Linked DNA regions of Pan troglodytes: region 2 is linked to region 1. A link is a contact called in public Hi-C data. All regions are on one chromosome and are shown on one strand. The core of a region is the stretch at or near the end of the contact, and the rest is flanking DNA. Distances in the headings are between cores, read along the strand shown.

The links. A called contact is a pair of places that touch in the nucleus more often than the background predicts.
Region 2: a contact with region 1 is called in a Hi-C map of blood, with 5 times the contacts expected there. The contact joins two enhancer-like sites. A contact is called at or near these places in 3 of 7 Hi-C or Micro-C datasets (blood, induced pluripotent stem cells and stem cell-derived neural progenitor cells) and 1 of 1 other capture datasets (stem cell-derived neural stem cells).

Annotation. Positions count from the first base shown.
Region 1 is chr5:149,546,014-149,549,667 of NHGRI_mPanTro3-v2.0_pri, reverse strand. It overlaps the pseudogene LOC100610753. Among named protein-coding and RNA genes, the nearest start is that of TNFAIP3, 160 kb to the left of the region's middle. Within about 2 kb of position 1,672, at least 3 of the 24 cell types and tissues checked have an H3K27ac peak or open chromatin away from gene starts, as enhancers often do.
Region 2 is chr5:149,791,385-149,795,068 of NHGRI_mPanTro3-v2.0_pri, reverse strand. LOC134810378 (a long non-coding RNA gene) reads left to right here. Exons shown (of 4, transcript XR_010158208.1): 2 at 1,312-1,391. Among named protein-coding and RNA genes, the nearest start is that of TNFAIP3, 85 kb to the right of the region's middle. Within about 2 kb of position 2,213, at least 1 of the 24 cell types and tissues checked has an H3K27ac peak or open chromatin away from gene starts, as enhancers often do.

The DNA.
Region 1 (3,654 bases), core at 423-2,922:
TAGTCTGCTCAGGCTGCTGTAACAAAAGATTGTAGCCTGGGTGGCTTAAACAACAGAAATCTATTTCTCACAGTTCTGGAGGCTGGGAAGTCAAAAATCAAGGTGCTGGCTAATTCGGTTCCCTGGTGAAGGCTGTCTTTCTGGCTTGCACACATTTGTTGTCTTGCAACGCGGTCACATGCCTTTCTTTGGTGCACGTTCACACAGAGAGAGAGAGAAAGAGAAGGAGAGAGAGAGAGATCTCTTCCTTCCCTAATAAGGTCATAAGGCCACCAGTCATACAGGATTAGGGCCCCACCCTTATGCCCTCGTTTAACCTTAACTACCTCCTAAAGACCTGTCTCCAAATATAGTCACATTGGGAGCTAGGACTTCAATATATGAATTTTGAAGGGATAAAACTCAGTCCATAGAAGACCTAATTTCTTCTTCCCGCACAATGTCACTTTCCTTTTTTAATGTTATTATTAACTTTTAAAAAATGTATACGTCTCCTGTAAAATCCACATTTTAATCCTTTGTTATTCCTGGCTTGCTTCACTCATTGATTCTACCTACCCAGCCCCTTTAGACATTAAAGTTTTTATCCCATGCCCATTGATTTAACCAGGTACTGTATTTTCCAAACTGAAACTCAGGACATACAACATTATCACTATGAATATGCTTATGGAAGAGTAGAACAAAAAGCCAGAAATTGGGATTGTCTTGGAATAGTATGGATATGCAGAAAATGATGATAAATAACCGAATTCTCCATATTTGTATGACAGTGATTGAGAAGAGTATTAATGCAGCTTGATGCTTGGTGCCACTCAAACCCACCAAAAGTTCTATTTGCCCATTTAGATGTTTTGATGGTGAGGAGCTTGTTGGTGTTGGGCTGTGGAAGATACAAAGGTTGAAGACAGATGCTGTTCTCCATGATAGAGCTTTGCAAGTTTTCTTTGGCCCATGATGTAGAGCAAGAAATTTTACTTTACAACCCTGCAGACTGTGATGCATTCTGATCTGTTCTATTCTATTCTATTCTTTCTACAATGGGTGTTATGGCCTACATAATTGGTTTTCAAAACATGACTCTATTGCTATGTGCATTGGAAAAAACACAGTTCTTGTGGGCTGGGTCCAATAGGTTTTGGTTTCCTTTCTGTTAAAAAATATTTTGATTAGCATGAAGGTCTTTTTGTTTGTTTCTTTTTGTGTTTTAATACATGTAGGTACTAGACTAGTATCTAGAAATAATTTCATGCTCTTAGAAACGTATCTGCTGGAACTTTTCTATTCACAGATCAGAGATTTTTGGAACTGGAAGGAACTGCAGGGGTCAAGTCAGAATACATGGCTCAGGAGTCTTTATGTTGAAGCTCCAGTGTTTGGATGCAGTGATCTTAAAAACGCAATTCACAAAAATTGTTCTCTTTGTTTTTTGACTCTTCTAACAGAACTCATCTTCAATTTAGTTTGCTAATTGCCTGTGTGCCATGATCTTGTTCTCCTTTGCAGAGCTCACAGGATGGGTTTTTGTTTTGTTTTGTTTTTAGTTTCCTTGCTGTTTTTCCAGGTCACAGTACCGCAGTCGATTGGTGATTGTGGTTTGAGGTCACCTAGAGAAGGCGGGGCGGGGAACCCAAAGATTTTATTGCACACCTCAAATTGCTCTCTGATGACACCAAGAGCGTCAAAGTCCTGAGGCCGAGTTGTCAGTGAACATTCGCCAGGAAAAGCAGGGGTGAAGCCGCTTATGGGCGAAGATGAATCCCGTGCTGCCATCTATTGGTAATGTCATGAAACAGCAATTTTTAATACCACCTGATTTTTAAAAAATTTGTTTTGGGGGGGAACTATAGTTCACTGTTACCTGCTCTCCAAATTTATATTTCCCAAGAAGTCTTGATTTCAAGTGAAGGAATCTGTGGATGGGAATGACCCATCTTTAACCCTAATGAACTTTGTCTGTAAAGTGAACCAAGGGGACAGGGGAATTCCCACACCGTCTCATTACTGCCCAAGCCGACACACTTCCCTTTGAGGATGGTTTGAGGGAAGGAGGGACTGTCTGCTTGTCAGAGGGATTTCAAAGAACACACTGTTCTCATCCTTCAGATCTTGCCGATTGCTTCATGGGCTGCCCGAGATTACCATATGTTTTGTGCAAAGGGTGACTTCGAAACAAAACAGAATAGACCCTCTCTGTTTTGAAGCCTGTTGATTCTAAATGCTACACCGTTGCAAATAGTTCTCTGGGTTTATTTATTAGCAAGGGAAGCCAGACATCAAGGACCAACCACTTCCATTTTAAAAAGATCCCTGTTCATTAAAAATAAAAATAAAGTAGCCTGGAGTGCAGCGGGGTGATCATGACTCATTGCAGCCTTGACTTCCTGGGCTCAAGTGATCCTCCCGCCGCAGCCGCCACTCCCGGTTAGTTTTTTGTATTTTTTGTAGAAATGAAGTCTCTCTTTTTTTCCCAGGCTGGCCTCGAACTCCTGGACTCAAGCGATCCTCCTGCCACAGCCTCCCAAAGTGTTGGGATTATAGGCGTGAGCCACTGCACCCAGCCTACTATCTTTATCTTATAGAAAGAAAAGAAAGGAGGAAACTGAGGCTTGGAGACAATGGTTTCACCCAAATATCAGTGGTGTGGAGGCAGAAAAACCTATTGTTGACAAGAGGAGTTGATCGCAGTTTTTTGGCAAGGCCTAGTAAAAGTACCCCTGGAGACTTCACATGTTCCATTAGAAGAAATAGAGCTGTCACCCACATCAAGATTCAGAACACTGTTGATTACTAGGACCCGTTTGGGGGGAAAAGTTTGCCACTTTGGCTGAGTTGGTCCAGTATTACATGGAACATCACAGGCAATTAAAAGAGAAGAATGGAGATGTTGTTGAGCTTAAATATCCTCTGAACTGTGCGGATCCTGCCTCTGAAAGATGGTTTCAAGGACACCTCTTTGGGAAAGAAGCAGAGAAATTAACTGAAAAAGGAAAACATGGTAGCTTTCTTATACGAGAGAGCCAGAGCCACCCTGGAGATTTTGTTCTCTCTGTGCGCACCAGTGATGACAAAAAGGAGAGCAACGACAGCAAGTGTAAAGTGATCCACGTCATGATTCGCTGTCAGGAACTGAAATACGACGTTGGTGGAGGAGAATGGTTTGATTCTTTGACGGATCTTGTGGAACATTACAAGAAGAATCCTATGCTGGAAACATTGGGTACAGTACTACGACTCAAGCAGCCCCTTAACATGACTCGTATAAATGCTGCTGAAATAGAAAGCAGAGTTTGAGAACTAAGCAAATTAGCTGAGACCACAGACAAAGTCCAACAAGGCTTTTGGGAAGAATTTGAGACACTACAACCACAGGAGTGCAAACTTCTCTACAGCCGAAAAGAGGGTCAAAGGCAAGAAAACAAAAACAAAAATAGATATAAAAACATCCTGCCCTTTGATCATACCAGGGTTGTCCTACACGATGGTGATCCCAATGAGCCTATTTCAGATTACATCAGTGCAAATACCATCATGCCTGAATTTGAAACCAAGTGCAACAATTCAAAACCCAAAAAGAGTTGCATTGCCACACAAGGCTGCCTGCAAAACATGGTGAATGACTTTTGCTGGATGGTGTTCCAAGAAAACTCCCAA
Region 2 (3,684 bases), core at 964-3,463, 240 kb before region 1:
ACATCCATAGGCTCCATAGGCTGGGATAGAGCTGATATCCATCCATAGGCTACATCCCAGTCTAGTGTTTGAGCCAATTCTGACTGCATATAGCCCCAGTCTACTCTTTCCCATCTCTTCAATCCAAGACAGACTTTATCTTTGTGAATTTCATAGATTCTGGATGAAGAGGAAGCAGAGCTGACCAACACTGTTCCCTAGCAATCAAAGCTTCCCGCATCCTACACTGTTCACCTTATCCCCCAAATAGCTTCATTTTCATGTCAAGGATTCTTTCTTCCTGCCAATCTGTCCATTTTTAGTCCAGGGTTTCCTGACTTGGTGACTATGGACACTAGAAGGTTGCAGGTATCAGTAGCAAGGGATTTGAGAATGCTTTCTTATACCAAATGTTATCTGTAGATTGAATATCTCATACACATAAGTGTTGCTGTTTTTCCAAATGAACTTCTATCAGTCTGAGTTCAAGCAAGAGACAGAAACCACATAGTAATGTAAAGCAAGAGAAGTTTAATATAAAAAATTATTTGACAGTGATAGAAGAATAACTATAACAATGTAAAGAGAACTTTCAAGGGTATCCGAGGATTGAGGGAGAGTACCCAAGGAAAGACAACTTGGAAAGACGGTTCTCTCCTTAAGGCTGGGGTTCAGGCCTTGTTGGAGAAGGTGTGTTTGCAGTCCACTAGATGTCAGAGAAGCCTGCTATTTTCCAGGACCAGGAGCTGGTCCATAGCTGCTGGGCAAATAGGATGCAATTTCTTGGAGCACAGGCAAACTGAGGCTGTGGCTAAGTGCACAGTCAGGCCACTGCTGGGGACGTGAGGCCTGGAGCACACAGTGCCTGTGTTGCAGGGCTGTGAGAAGGTGGCCACAGGCTCAGAATCAGGCCAAATAGTCAGTGAGGGATGTGCCTCTGGGCAGGTGGTAGGGCAGGGCACAGCGGGATGGTCTTATACATAGTACCACTGATGGATAATGCAGCTGGAGCAAGAAGAAGAAAAGTAGCACACCAAAATCAGGAAGAGAAACTCGCTTTCTTCTGCAATGCTGCTCCAGTGGCATCTGCTGACAAAGCTTAGCATTGTGCTCACTGTAAAGGAGAAATGCTTAAAGGGTCCATTGCATATTTGTAGAGCAGCTGCTGAAGAAATCTGGAACAAAGAGGTAATAAATTGAAAACTGGCATAGCACTGGTAGAATTAGTGAAATATAAATTCATGTTAAATCTCTGCTGATTCCTAGTTGATTTTTATCGTTATATATTTTTAATGAACAGATTTTTATTGTTATATATTTCTCAATTAACAGATATAAAGAAGATGACAATTAGCGTGTGGGGAGTCCCCAAGACATTTTGATGTTAAACGTGGGTCCTTCTTCTTGACAAGGTGGGAATATGCTGCTCTAGCAAGATTGCAATGATGAATCCCAGGTGATGCCCACCTGTTGGCTTGACTCTAACATAGCCTCTTCCTGTCCAGCTGTCGGGTTTCTGTAACTTGTACTATTAACTCTAGTGTGAATCATTTGCATAAATTATGGTTGCAATTCTTGAGCTCCTGGTGTATCACTTCTGGACCTTCTGAGTCCCAGGATGCAATCAGCCCTGCAAATACCCGACCTTTTCTCTAACTACCTGTTCATTGTCTCAAAAAGCGGTCTGGCCGTTTGTCCTTCTCACAAGCTAGGACAGTTGATTGAATGAACGAGTGAATGAATGAATGCCTGTCCCCCTCCTCCATGGTTTTGAGAATTATTATTAAAAATGCATATAAAGCCTATGTGGAAATGTACCAAGCAGCATAAATCATCATAATTGCTATTACTGATAATAGCCACACTTTTAAACGAGGCTTTGTTTGCCTTTCAGTAGATCTCATTTGCAAATGGTGGTTTTTTTTTTTCTTTTTTAAATAAGTGGTTTCTACTTATAACCAAGCTCAATGGTAACTAAGCAATTCAAGAATTCTGTGGCATATACATTATCAACAAAACTCTGTTTTTAGACTCTACTCACTTGCAAACCCATGTCTAAACATTGCAGCTATAGCAACATGCAGGCCCAGGTGCTAAATCACCTGGTTGGGAAGACAGAAACCATCTCACATTGCATATAAGAACTCTGACCTGAATGACATTTTCCAGGAAGTAGGTGAGAGTAGGGGAGAGGAAAGAAGAAGGGAGAATTAAGAGCAAAAGTTAGTTTCATTTAAACTGAAACAAGTAGGTCAGCTGACATTGTGCTAAGTGAGTCCGCTCACTTTTCAGGTTAAAGTTTTTCCTTAAACTCAATGTTTTTGGTAAAAGAAAAAAGAACAAGACAACTCCGGGATACAAATTGTGAAACTTGTAATGATGATGTGATACCTTAATTTGGTTAAAATGCATGACAATATAAGTCAGGACAACCTTTGGCTGACACAAATGAGGAGTTATGCTCAAGTGCACAAAAGCTTTCCCATGAGCCACTTGTTTTTGGTTTTAATAAGGCTTCATCTCTTTAAGTGGATTACCAGTAAATTCTTCTGACAGTTAATACTAGAAAACAAATGGGAAGCTTGAGGTTTTTCCCCACAAGATGGCTATTTCTAATATCAAGATTGTCACAGCTATTTGGGGGATGGCAGCACAAAGGCAAGAGAAAGCATCAAAAAGTGTTTTGGGGTCGGGAAGTAACATGAAGAAACTCGTGCTTAAAGAAGAATATGTTTGCAGACTGGTGATGTACACAGCTAGGCAGCCTAATAAACCGATGTAGTAATTCAAGTATAAAAGCCCTCAGAAGTTAACTAGTCAAGCCCCTTTCTAGTACAAAGGAGGAAACTGAACCCCAGAGATTAGAGAGGAATTTGCCTCAAATCTCTTACCTGGTTGTTGGCAGAGCTATGTCTAGTGACCAGACTAAAAAGTTTTGGCTGCTATTCTTTTCACCAAATGTCACTGAGCTTTAGAGGTGACATGACATTCTCATTTTTAATATTTTATATTTTGAGGTGATCTAAGAGTTGCAGATCCCAGGGGATTATTTTTCCTTTGGGATCTTAGTTATAAATGTTCTTTTCTCTAACTGCAACCTCCTTATAGGTTTCCTCTCTCTTTCCTCCAAATCTACTCCAGTTTCTTTTCTTTTTCTTTCCTTTTTTTTTTTGTTTGAGATGAAGTTGCCCAGGCTAGAGTGCAGAGATCTCAGTTCACTGCAACTTCTGCCTCCTGGGTTCAAGCAATTCTCGTGCCTCAGCCTCCTGAGTAGCTGGGAATACAGGTGTACATCACCACTCCCAGCTAATTTATGTATTTTTAGTAGAGACGGGGTTTCGCCATGTTGGCCAGGCTGGTCAACCTGGGCACTTGAACTCCTGGCCTCAACTGATCCACGTGCCTTGGCCTCCAAAAGTGCTAAGATTACAGGCATGAGCCACCATACCCAGTCTACCCCAGTTGTTTTCAAACCAATCATAGCATAACAGTTTTGTAACATTAGACATATTTCTTAACTATTTTGTGTCTCAGTTTCCACTATAATATAGAGAAAACAATACCACCTACCTCATAGGGTTGCTATAAAGAACAAATTAGTTAACATATATATAATACTTAGCATCTGGCATATCAATGCTCTATAAATTTTAGCTATTTTTAGAGACAAATATAAGAGAAAGAGTTTTTGTGATACTTTGTTTA